Regions from separate parts of the Sus scrofa genome. Here region 2 is linked to region 1. The links are chromatin contacts, called in public HiChIP or PLAC-seq maps. All regions are on one chromosome and are shown on one strand. Each heading gives the region's core, a stretch centred on a gene start, on an enhancer-like site or on the middle of the called end of the contact. The rest is flanking DNA. Distances are from core to core; before and after follow the strand shown.

What was found. HiChIP or PLAC-seq counts read pairs in DNA pulled down with a chosen protein or histone mark.
Region 2: an H3K27ac HiChIP or PLAC-seq map of alveolar macrophages shows a contact between it and region 1. The contact joins two enhancer-like sites. A contact is called at or near these places in 2 of 47 Hi-C or Micro-C datasets (embryonic fibroblasts and epiblast stem cells) and 2 of 2 datasets of contacts at active chromatin or transcription factors (alveolar macrophages and skeletal muscle).

The regions. Positions count from the first base shown.
Region 1 is chr3:52,853,269-52,859,556 of Sscrofa11.1, reverse strand. All of the region lies in intron 2 of RFX8 (DNA-binding protein RFX8), which reads right to left. Among named protein-coding and RNA genes, the nearest start is that of RFX8, 15 kb to the right of the region's middle. Within about 2 kb of position 3,451, at least 15 of the 83 cell types and tissues checked have an H3K27ac peak or open chromatin away from gene starts, as enhancers often do. A contact at or near this core is called in alveolar macrophages, where this site is marked.
Region 2 is chr3:52,544,866-52,551,153 of Sscrofa11.1, reverse strand. MAP4K4 (mitogen-activated protein kinase kinase kinase kinase 4) reads left to right here. Exons shown (of 29, transcript XM_021087163.1): 4 at 3,884-4,009; 5 at 5,722-5,832. Among named protein-coding and RNA genes, the nearest start is that of MAP4K4, 100 kb to the left of the region's middle. Within about 2 kb of position 3,168, at least 14 of the 83 cell types and tissues checked have an H3K27ac peak or open chromatin away from gene starts, as enhancers often do. A contact at or near this core is called in alveolar macrophages, where this site is marked.

The DNA of each region.
Region 1 (6,288 bases), core at 2,202-4,701:
CAATCATGTAATGATTTCTGCAATTTTCTACAACTCCCCCTATAATCATTTGGCCTCTGATCCTGCCTTCCTCTTCCTTTTATTCTTAGCTTCCAAGCAGCAGGATTTGACAGTGTCTTGAAATGTGTCTTTCGTCTGGCTCTGGACCCTACCTCCTCCTACAGGAAGCTGCCCAAACCTGGGGCTGGAGGCACAATGAAGGGCCAGGAGGCAAGGCTGGCACCATCAAACCTTGGGGTCATGAGGTCAAATCGAGGTTCCTTCCAAAATGTACAATGAAAGTAAGTGTACAGATGAAAAACACATGATAAGAGGGAAAAGTCAGCAAAGACTAAATGCAGAATTCAGAGCCAGACATTCCTACATTCAACAACAGATTCTCACAATATCCCCTTAAGAAAATCACTTAAAACCTGCCCTCTGTGTCTAGTTGTAAAATAATAGGTACCCTGAAGAATTATTACAAAGTAGGCAGCAGGCTCAGATTCAAGGTCGTGACAAATCCCCTGGTGTGTCAGAGAGAGAAGCAGAAATGAATGACCTAGTTGCTGGGCAGCAGAGTAATCAGCCCATCGTTCTTTACTGAGTAATTCCAACCCCAGACCATCCTGTGATGTCACTTTATGATCAGGAACACCACCGCTACAATTTAAAAACCAACTGAGCTGATTATTTGCAAAAGACAAATAAAACAACATATCTACTTAGTATATAGAGTTCGCATAAATCAAGAGGAAAAACACTAAAACCCCAACAGAAAGTGATCTGGTGATAATGTGGGTACATATGACCAAAAGGCATGCCAAAGGGCTCACCTTCCTTAGCCCTACAGAAGTGCAAGGTGAAACAGCTAAACAGAGCTCTGAACCAACAAATTTCCTGGGTTAAGAATATTTTGGCTCTGGGTAAGACAATACACACAAATGAACCTGTCCACAGAAAAGAAACTCATGGACTTCAGGAACAAACGAGGGGAGGGAGTGGGGATGGAGTAGGAGTTTGGGATTAGTAGATGCAAACTATTGCATTTGAAGTGGATAAGCAACAAGATCCTGCTGTCTAGCACTGGGAACTATATCTAGTCGCTTATGATGGAACATGATGGAGGATAATGTGAGATAAAGAATATATATGTATATACACACATACACATATGACTGGGTCACTTTGCTGTACAGTAGAAATAGTCAGAATTAAGTAAAATGGAACAAAATAAAAATCATGAAGTTAAAAAATAAAATTAAAAAAAAAAAAAAAAAAAAACTACCACGTGGGGCTACAACAGCCTAGACTCTCTCCAGAGGAAATCACCAGATACAGATAGAAACTTAGGTTACTTAGAATAGAGAAAAGTGACAAACATCCTCAATTTCCAATAAGGAAAATGGTTAAATGAATTCTGGAACACCCAAACAATATTTCACATCCATTTCACAACATGCATTTAGAAATAGCTTCTTTTTTTTTTGGCCACACCCATGACACTCGAAAGTTCTCGGGGCCAGAGATCGAACCAGGGACAACGCCAGATCCTTAATTCACTGAGTCACACAGGAACTCTCACTTAGAAACATTTTAGGGTGAAAATGTTTACGATATTCTAAACGAAGATAGTTATGTATTTAACAACAAAAATGAGCGTCCTTTGGGTGCTTCCTATTTGCCAGGACTGTGCAATTCTCTTGATATATATTTTCTCATTAATTTCCTAAAATCCTCTCATGAAAAACGTACTATTATTAACACTCTGAATATGTTCACTTTACAGATGACAAAGTCGAGGCACAGAATGGTTAAATAACTCGCTCATGGTTACGACATAATTAGTCTAATTCCAGGCTTAGGGCTGTCTGTCTATCCGTCTGTCTGATCATCCACATGGCCATCCATCCACCCACATGTCAATCTTTCAGTCCATCTGTCCATGTGGTGCCAACACAAGAGGACAGGTAGTGATGACGCCAGAGACCGGAGAGCAAAGTGAACTTTGGTAACATTGGGCCCCCTGGGCACTTGTGCCATCAGGCATGCAGCTAAAGTTTGTTTTTAAAACTCCAAAAAGCCCTCAATGCAAATCACCTACCATGAGGTAGAGAGGAGGATGAGGACATGCAAGGGGGTTTCTCGTGGCAAGACCACCCCTTCCCTGAGAAGGGGATGCAGGGCGAGGTGGTCCAGTCACCTCAGGCCCCACAGAAAGGGGTTCACAGCTTGCTGGAAGGACTTACTGGGAGGACCCTGCAGTCAGTGTCTGGCACAGGACTCCGGGGAGTGGAGGGGGACAAGTGATGGCTGGCCAGGGGCACTGGCAGGCAGGCAAGGGAGCACGGCAGCTGGCTCTAGCGCATCCGCAGTCTGTTCAGGCCACGTACGGCTGATAGTTTTGGTGGCCAGAAGCTGGCCACGTGTGATGAAGGGCTGACATGTGGGAGAGCCTGGACTCTGCCCAGCAAGGCCCTGGGATGGGCAGCCAGGCTTCGGTGATTCATTTGCCAAGGCCAGGGATGCATGCTAGAATATTCCCTGTGGTGGATCTGCAGAAGCCACCAAAGGCACCAGGGGACAAGGGTCTGCCTGGGTCCCCAAAGCATGAAGCTGTGCAGTGGAAACTTTCCAGCCACTTTTACCTCCTACTCCTGGGGAGTGGGGGCAACCAATACCCAGTGGGGTGGTGGGAGAAGGGTGAGGGACAAAGAACGGGCCCCTGCGCCTGGTTCTCGGCTGGCAAGAAACCTTGCTTTAGACCTAGCTCAGAGTCTGGATGTCCTATCAGGCTGGACATGCTAAGCATCAGACATACTGTCTAGCAAACAAGAATAACCACAGGGCTTTGCATCACTCCAGGATTTCTAGAGAGTCAGGCTGCTGCTCAGATGCTCAGTCAAGAGGGAGGAAGAACCACCCAGTAAGCAGGACTGAAGGGACGTGGGAAACAAACAGAGAGGCCACTGTGATCGCTCCTCCACTCCTGCTTCCCACGTGTGTGCCTGGGCAGGGGGCCTGCCAATGAACCACACGTGTCGCTGCATCTCGGACAGTGGGGCCACAGCCGGCATTCATTTTCTTCTTTGATACACTTTTCTCCACTTCCCACATTTTCTATAAAGGGAATGTGTTATTTTATCATCAGAAACACATTGGGAAATGTTACTTTAAAAAAAGGAAGTCAGCATTTTAGAAATTCCCTCATCCATGGAAGCTACCTCCTGCCGGGGGAGGGCGATGACCGTCGCATGCCCAGGACTGCCAAGCAGAGCAAGAAACACCCCAACATCTGCACAGGAACTCAGTGTGGAATCTGGAATCTACCCCATTCCCAGGGGAGGAGGCAGGAAATGAGAAGTGGGTATTTTGTTGTTTCTCCTGTAAACACGCTTTGGGATCACATCCTTTTCCCCTTCCTGTCTCTTCTCCATTTAGTCACGGATTGAGCAGCACAGGGTCCCTTCCCAACGCCAGCGCTGCTGAAACGGCTCATTCTTTGAGCAAATTCCCCGTGAGGACTGAAAGCCAGTACCTCAGTGTCTTGGGGCGGGGGGGAATGGATTCCCAGGGAAGAAGGAACATCAAAAACGCTAAACAAATGCCCATTGTCACACACTGGAGGCTCTTTTTAACTCTTTCTTCGAACCCTCTGCCCCAGGACTGCCCCGGAAAGGAAACCACTTATGAGAAAAATCTAAGAGAGGTTTTGAAAAAGAGCCTTTGATTTCTTTACAAAGGAAGCAGGGAGAGCCAAAACATGTCAAATTAAAGGCACCCCCTTCCATGGGATAAGGCTGCCAGATAAGGAAGGCGCTGCAGGGCCAGGCTACCCAGGATGAGCAGAGCCTGGGAGGGAGTGTCCCAGGATACGGAGTGACGACAGGGGGAAATGTGGGCTGAATGATAAGACAGCCGAGGAATTCCTGGCTGCTTGGAAAACCTCACCCACAGACACCCAGCGAGCTCCAGAGCCTAAGGCCTGGCACGTGGCTTTCCTGCTCCTGATTTACTGCATGAGGATAAGAGACATGCTTTCCAACAGGCGAGCCTCTGCAGGCTGAGAAGGCGGGGGACTGGAAGAGTCTAGAAGATACTGCAGGTCAGCGCTAAGAAGCTGGAACAGAGGAAGTAGGGAACAGTCTCTCTTGGGTCCCAGCTGGACCGAGGATGACAACAATCTGACGACAAGGACAGTAGTTTGTACTGACATAGGGTGTTTCACAGTTTACCAAGCTGTTTTGGGAGGGCTAGCCTAATTTTAAATCCTGCGGAAGAAAAAAAAATACTTGAGGGTGACACATGCACCCGTACATTCATTGCAGTCCCATTCGCAATAGCCAAGACATGGAAACAACCTAAATGTCCATTGACAGATGAAGAGGTGGTGTATGTACACAATGGAATACTACTCAGCCATAAAAAAGAACAAAATAATGCCATTTGCAGCAACATGAATGTATACATCTATGTGTGACTGGGTCACATTGCTGTACAGTAGAAAATTGTCAGAGCATTATAAACTAACTATAATGGAAAAAATAAAAATCGTTAATAAAAATAAATATTTGCTTTTGCTTGACCACAAGCTTAAAATGAAACCAGCAGAGAGGGACATGGAAGGATAATAGTCAAAAGTAGCCCCCCAAATTACAAAATGAAAACAAGAGCCCCATCCTCTGAGCCCTCCTGAGATTCTGGGTTGGACCCTTGGGGACCCCACCTTTTAAAAGAAACACCAATAAATTGGAGTCTTGAGACCAGTGGGCAGGAAGGTGACCAATGGGGAGCCTGCATTCAGCAGAAGAGGGAAGCAGAGAGGTAATTGTTTTGAATATTTGAGCAGCTGTCATGTTGGAAGATTCTGCTACATATTTTATGGTTATCAAAAGTACAGAGTTTCTACTAAGGATCGTGTTTCAGGGGAGAGGATTTTGGCTAGAGGAATGGGCCTCACAATGCCAGTGTTTTGGGAACATATTTGTGAGGTAGGCTGGGACCTGGGACCTGGGACCCTTTGCTGTAGTAGCTGCAGTGCTTTGCACCTGGACTAACATCTCCTTCAGCAACAAAATGCAAAGAAACCATAAGAGACTAAAAGTAACTATGTAGCAGTTGGGGCCAATTATGGGCAAGAAGATACAAAAAAACCTAAAACCCCAACTGCCACTTCTGAAGAGCCAGAGCAAAAGCAGGGTGTCCCAGCAAAAAGCAGGTACTACGCATGCCCCCTGCACCACCAAAGGGGTGGGCAGATCACCTAAGCCAACCCTCTGGCCTGACCCCTGGGCCCACCTCAAATGAAGAACCAGCCTCAAATGAAGAGCCAGCTACTCACTCCCCAACCAGGGAGCAAGCAAGGGAAACTGTTACTTGTTTTCTCTCCCCGCTGCTGCATTAGGGGTCCCAATAAAGCCTTGCCTGAATTCTCTTGTCTGGCCTCTTATCAATTTCCGCGAAGAAAGCCAGGAGTCCCAGACGGTAACTTCGATCCACAGAACTGCTGGCAGGAGGGCAACACAGAACCACCACTTCAGAAAACGACTTGGCCTCATCCCCAGACATCACAGTCACACACACCCCTGTCAGTCTACAAGTTCAGCCCTGGACACGCATGCCCAAGAGCACTTCCACGTGCAGGCCAGACAGACACACACGGATGTTCACAACAGCAAAATCTGGAAACGGCCCGGGGCTCATCAGTGGGAGATGAGCGTGCCATATATGACACAAGTCAAGTGGATGTAGGTGAATCTGTTGCAGGAAGGGGGACCCCTTCCAGGGTCCGAGCATGGGGTCTTGGTCTAACACTTGGAAATGAACTGTTGGAGGAGACACACATGCTGTCAAAGCAAGAGGCTTTATTGGGAAGGGGGCCTGGGTGGAGAGCAGCACGGAGAGGGAACCAGGGGAAGTGCTCTGCCCTGTGGCTCGCAGTCTCAGCTTTTACATGAATGGGGTTCGTTTCTGGGTTGTCTGTGGCCAATCGTCTTGCTTGGCCCATATTTGGTCTGGTCCCGGGTCCTTCCTGGTGGCGCGCGCATCTCTCAGCCAAGATGGATTCCAGCGCCAAGGATCCTGGGAAGTTGGTGGGCTCTTCCCTCCTATGGGCCCCGCCCACACCCTCCCGGTTAGTCTTTAGGGCAGCCTCATGCTCCTAATTGGGGTCTCCTGCTGTGAGTCAGCTCATGCAAGCAGCTGCTGTCCTGCCTGGCCAAGGTGGGCAGTTTGGGTTACCAGTTCCCTAACAAACCTAATGTCATGGTAAGTGGAAAGGGTCCCCAAAGATGACAAATGACATGATAC
Region 2 (6,288 bases), core at 1,919-4,418, 310 kb after region 1:
ACCACACTGTTGGGAGATAAAGCCGGTGACACAGAAATGTAACAGATTTTGCAGAAGACTTTGGAGGGGAGCTGGAGGGTCTTTGAGGACTTTGCTGAGTCAGGTCAAGTTTTGCATGCTGGTGCCTGTCAACAAAGGGCTCAGGGCCATAACCCTTAGACTTGGGGACCCAGAAGAAGGCCATCAATTCAGTAGCAAAACTAGACAACATGTTGTCTTCTTGTCTGAAATGTGTTCAGAGCAGTATTTTTTCTTGAGTAAGATGTCGTGAGTGCCTGGTTTCCATTGTGATTGTGTCAGTTTTGTTATTTTTCTGTTGGAGTTTTTATTCTGGAACTGATTGACCTCATGAGATGGACGTTGACTGATTTTAAAGAACATGCCATTCCTTCCTCTGACCCTATCCTGCAGCCTCCATTTTGCTCTAGAAGCTTCCCTGCAGAGTTGTGTTCACTGCTGTTTGGCTGAATGGTCAGTGAATTTAATTTGTATAACTTTGCATGCATCTCCTTGAGTCAGAGAAGTTAATTTGGTTAATTCAGCTCAGTGTGGTACTGAAAAATACTCTGAGATGTCCCTGGGATTTGCCAAGTCCCAAAGGTGATCTGTTCCCCTTTTTCTGTCAGTTCAAAGTCTCATAGAGAAGGGCTCCATAATAGTTACTGAAACAGACCCACAAACTTTTTTTTTTTAACGGCTAATTTCATTCTAAGCATATACACGTTTACACATTTTGGTGATGTACTCTGCCAGAGAGACTTGCACATCTCTCCTGTCTCATGCATTAGTTTTCCTCCTTCCAGCAAAACCTGAGTGAACTGTGAACTGCCCTTCCTTATTGTATTGAGCTGGTGATGGGAGCAGGCTTAGTTTTTGAAGGAGGGTGATTAGCTTGGAACCCTGCCCGACCCTCTTGGATCCTTCGGGTCAGTGTGTCTGAAGTTTGTCTTCACAGAGTTACTCCCATCAGTGGGAGGAGAGAGAACTTAGCTAACAAGAGAGTTGAAACGACAATTTAAGGAATCATTAAAAACAACCCACTAATCCCAGGCATGGCTCTGTGCTCAGAGTGTGGAGTGGGTAGGTCTGGTCACATGACACGTAAACCACAGGCGCTTCTGAAGGTTACCCTGATTCAGCTGTGCTCCCACCCATTCTCTAGCCTCCCGGGAACACTCCTCAGTCCTGGCCTAGCCTACAAAGACCTTTTCTGTGGGAGTTCGAGCCCACTGGGGAGAAGCCAGGATGCTAGTTGGCGTCAGCTGTGTGAAATCACCACGTGGGGGTCCTGCCTTCCTCCCAGATGTCCCCTCTCCTCTCTCAGTGACCCTTAATTTTGTTTGCATCTGTGCATGACCCTGGCCCCCTCATGAAGAGAGTGAAGGGTAGAGGCCTTTGGCTTCTGCCAGGACCCTTGGAGATCTCCCTTTCTCATGGAGCTCTGCCAATTCCGCTTTCTTTTCAAATGTGGAATCTGTCATTGTTTATAAAATCAGTTAGCCTGCCCGGAGTCTGTTTTCTGCTCTGCCTTCTTGGGAGAAGTGAGGCCTCTGTTCGTGGCGGTGATGTGTGTAATTAAATGCTGGAATGAGCCATCAAACTTGTTTTTAACCAGTGACCAAAGGGAGATTTGAACTTAGAAGTTGTTTCATCACTACATTAGACACAAGATGTAAAACATGGTACCGTAAGCATCAGGCATGACTAGGATTCCAGGTGCAGTTGGCTCAAAGCTGTTGGCAGAGTCTGCATTTTTGAGACATTTCCTCCAAGGTGGGCCCTTGTAATTAGACAGTGAGTGGTCCCAGGCGCCTTTTTACTTTCTACACTGTGCAGTAGCTGTCTATTTTAAAATCAGAGAAGCAAGAGAAGGGATGTTTCCAAGTGCACATATAATGCTTCTCCTAAAATAGCGATTGGATAGGATGCTGTGCTTTCCCTCAGTATCTGTAGTTCACTTCTGTCTGCTTCCAGGGTTTGACTGCTTAAGACCCCAGAAAACTCTGGCAAGTCCTGTTGATCTGATTCCTATAGTTGTGGAAAATATTTGGATGTTTCAGTCATATTAGAAAAGCTTGCTGAACATGATTGTATTAAAGCTGTTCTTACGTCTTAGTTCATTGATGCTAACACGCAGCCCAGGTTCGAAGATGTTGCAGTGTGTGTCCGTGGTCGATAGTAACAGTTTCATTAGTGAAGTGACTGGGTGTCTGTCCAGCAGCATCTCAGATTCGGGGAGATGCACCCAGCCGCGATGATCTGCCAGTGGTATCACCAGTGTGTGTGTTAAGTGCTTTTCACACCAGCAGGTGTGAATGCAAACCTATAAGAATTTTCAATGTGTATGTGAGGATTTAACTCGTGGGCTCTGAAAACATCAGGTGCCTGTGGAGTGGAAGCTCTTGGTTGTTCTTTCTGATGTTTTTTTGAGGGGGGGGCACTGTGCCCGCAGCATGTGGAAGTTCCTAGGCCAGGGATCGAACCCGTGCTACAGCAGCAGCCTGAGCTGCTAAAGTGATTATGCTGGATCCTTAACCCGCTGCACCACCAAGGAACTTCTGCTTGTTCTTAAATAGAGTGATGAATAGTTAGATCTTGAAAGATACTGGTTTATGTCACTAGGAGAAAAAAATATGTCAAGACCCTTAATTATTGCTCAGGAAGCTTCTCGTGGGAGAACTGTAGGGAGCATTTGCTTTCTGTCAAGAAGGGCAACCTAGGGCAGAACATCTCCGGATACTGTGGCCAGCAGGGTCGGAGGGAGGGAGGGGGGTTAGGGACAGAGCCATCAAGGCTGAGCTGCGGGGAAGGGAGGGGCTGCTCTTAAGAGAAACAAAATTAAAATCTGTCGTGTTTTGATTTTTTTCCCTATTCTCATTCAGTATTGATCTTTTGTTTTTGTGTAATCTTTGTATCTCAGATCCTTATAGGTTTACTGGTTTGGGGTAAAGCGGAAAAAAAAATCAGACCTTTAGCTCATTTTCTAATCTGGAGCCCAGGTTCCGGGAGTGAGGGAGTGGCATGGCCTGTCTTTGCAGCAGGAGCGAGGCTGTGGTCACACCTGTGGTCACGCTGTGGTCACACCACACGGTCATTTCTGTTAGGAGCCGGCAGAGCAGTCTCTCCTCAAGCCCCACTGGGGTGTCCTGCCCAGGAGCCCAGAGACTGTCGGGGGTGAGCAGTTCCACAGGCCTTTGTGGCAAGTTGTGGTCCCTCCCAGCCGGGCGTGCACGTGTGAGCTCACGCTAAAGCTGTGGGTGGGTGGGCTTCCTGTTCCTAGTTCTGCTTGGGGCTCGATGCCTTGTGCCTGACACGAGTGTAAGTTGTCTTTTTCTGCTTTATAGCATCAGGTCCCTTTGAAGAAGGGTCCCAAGTAGAGGTGTGTGATTCTCGGGCTTTGTTTAGAATTAAGATAGTTACCCTAGTCGTCCAGCCTCTCATTTTTCATTACCACCGTAAAAGTGGCCATGTATCAACCACAGATTGAAACGAAACGCATTTGGTGTGATGTTCATGCATGTGGTGTTTGATTGAGGATTATGACACAGACTATTGCTAGAACTTGGCCATGTGACTCTGCTCTGTCTTTGTGGAGTCACATGACAGCCCTGCCAGTCACCACTGTGCTGTTATATTCTAGTACTCCGGTCTCCAGGCCAAGCTGGAAGCCACTGCCGTGAGAATCACTGGTGTAAGATGATTGATGTGTATGTGGTTTCTAAGGTGGTTACGTCCAACTGAAAGTTCTGTTTTAAAAAAAGACATTTTCTTTTTTCATTCAAGCTCATTGTTAATATCTGGGAACCTCTGATTGCCTGCGGAGAAAATAAAATCATGCATGTCATTAAAAAAACCACATGTTTTATTTGTGTTTTTTCTGAAGGATGAAGAGGAAGAAATCAAACTGGAGATAAATATGCTGAAGAAATATTCTCATCATAGAAATATTGCAACATATTACGGTGCTTTTATTAAAAAGAGCCCCCCTGGACATGATGACCAGCTCTGGGTAGGCAGATGTTTCCTCACATCTCGTGGAGTGGATTTCCTCTTCGATTGTATTAAAAGGGTATTAAGGACCTTCAGGGGGCGGGGAGGAGCAAAGAAAAAGGGATAAAATATGGTATCTTCCTTGGCCTTAGGGTAGAAGGTGTCCTGAATATTTATTTTGAAGTTGATTTCACATTGCATGGAAGAGGTAACTTTGTGTTTCAGGAATCAAATGGCACGTTAAAAAAGTAACGAAGTAGCAAGTAAATTAAGAGCTTGAAAATAAAAGCCATATAATAAAAACTTTATGGAAATTAATCAGTATGGAATCTCAACTAAATGCATCTTTACTACATGGGAATAGGAGACAAATTGCAAGAAAATAATAATAAATTCAGTAATTTATTAATAACATTAATGATAATAGTTACTTCAGAACAGTGAATTTCCAGGAAATTTATAAAATTGACACAGTCAAAACCTTATCTCCTATTGGACATGTTTATATTCAAGATGGTGACACTGAGATAGTGTCAGATCTGTCGTTATCCCATTAGTTATGGCAGAGGTACTGGACTTAAAGAGCAGGTAGATTAATGCTCCCTCTAATTTCTACAAAAGCTATTAGAGGAGTTCCTGCTGTGACACAGTGGGTTAAAAATCCGACTGCAGTGGCTCAGGCGGCTGAGGAGGCTTGGGTTCGATCCCTGGCCTGGTGTGGTGGGCTAAAGGATCTAGCATTGCCACAGCTGCGGTATAATTGCTGCAGCTTGGATTCAGTTCCTGGCCTGGGAACATCCATATGCCCTGGGTGTTAACCATCAAAAAAAAAAAGCTATTAGAGAAAATTTGCAAAATTCAGAAAGTAAAAGGGAAACAGTTACCTTTACATCCATTGCCTATATCCAAACATAATTAAAATTTTAGAATAGTTCGTTATCTAAGTCCCTTAATACAACTTGTGTTCATATTGTTCAGACATTAAGATAAGGTCTTAAAAAAAATACATGCTGGAGTTCCCGTCGTGGCGCAGTGGTTAACGAATCCGACTGGGAACCATGAGGTTGCGGGTTCGGTCCCTGCCCTTGCTCAGTGGGTTAACGATCCGGCGTGCCGTGAGCTGTGGTGTAGGTTGCAGACGCGGCTCGGATCCCGTGTTGCTGTGGCTCTGGCGTAGGCCGGTTGCTACAGCTCCGATTAGACCCCTAGCCTGGGAACCTCCATATGCTGCGGAAGCGGCCCAAAGAAATAGCAAAAAGACCAAAAAAAAAAAAAAAAAAAAAAAATACATGCTGCTTAAAAACAGCATTTCTCTTTGGTACTAAACCCAGTTAATGTAGAATAGTTCGGGGATTACAGTGTGTGAATAATAGAACATTCTGGACACTGGGGACTGAGAACGCTGGATAGGAAGTATCTGGATCAGATTTCTGATCATGGGCATAGATGAGGAACAAACCGTCTGCCCCTGCTTGAGCTCGGGGGAGGAGGACCCCTCTGCAGGGCTGCGCTGTGGGACACGAGGGACCCCGGGCTCCTGGGTTCCCGTCCCTGCACCCGTCCCTGCAGAAACTGTCGAGGGGCGAGATGAACTGGGTGCCTCCCCAGAGCTCCGGCGAGGGACTGCTAAGTACGGAGGGCGGGGCCAGGGGCCCCGCGCAGGCTGGGATTTGCAAGTTGCAGACCACAGTCCAGGACGTGGTGGCCGAAGTGTGTCTGCTCTCCCTCCAGCTTGTTATGGAGTTCTGCGGGGCCGGGTCCATCACAGACCTCGTGAAGAACACCAAGGGCAACACGCTCAAGGAGGACTGGATTGCCTACATCTCCCGGGAGATCCTGAGGGTAAGCAGGGGGCGTGGCCAGGGCGTTCGTGCATGTTTTTCCTCCTCCGTGTTCCCTGCCCCCTGGGTTGCTGCTCTTTAGATGCTGCTTTGCAGATGATTCTTTTCAGGACAGCCAAGGGTCTGCATCCCTAGCTGACTTTGAGAGCCGAAGCTCCATCGTAGTTTGGACTCTGGCAAATAGTTGAAAGAAATGAGACTTAAATAGGTAGTGGTTGTGGGATTTTTTTGTTTGTTTATTTTTTGCTATTTCCCCAAATTCAAGTTATTAAAAAGAAAGAGTGGAGGGGAGGAGAAACTAACTCTGGTGCTTATGGGACTCCCCTGTCTAAACTTATAAATCACTGTAATGATGCTCAATGCTGGCTTTCAAAATTGTCTTTTGGACTTGGGTGTCAGCTGTTAAAGTCTGTTGCAGTATTTATGAGAAAAAGTTCTAATGTTTAATGTTATTTAT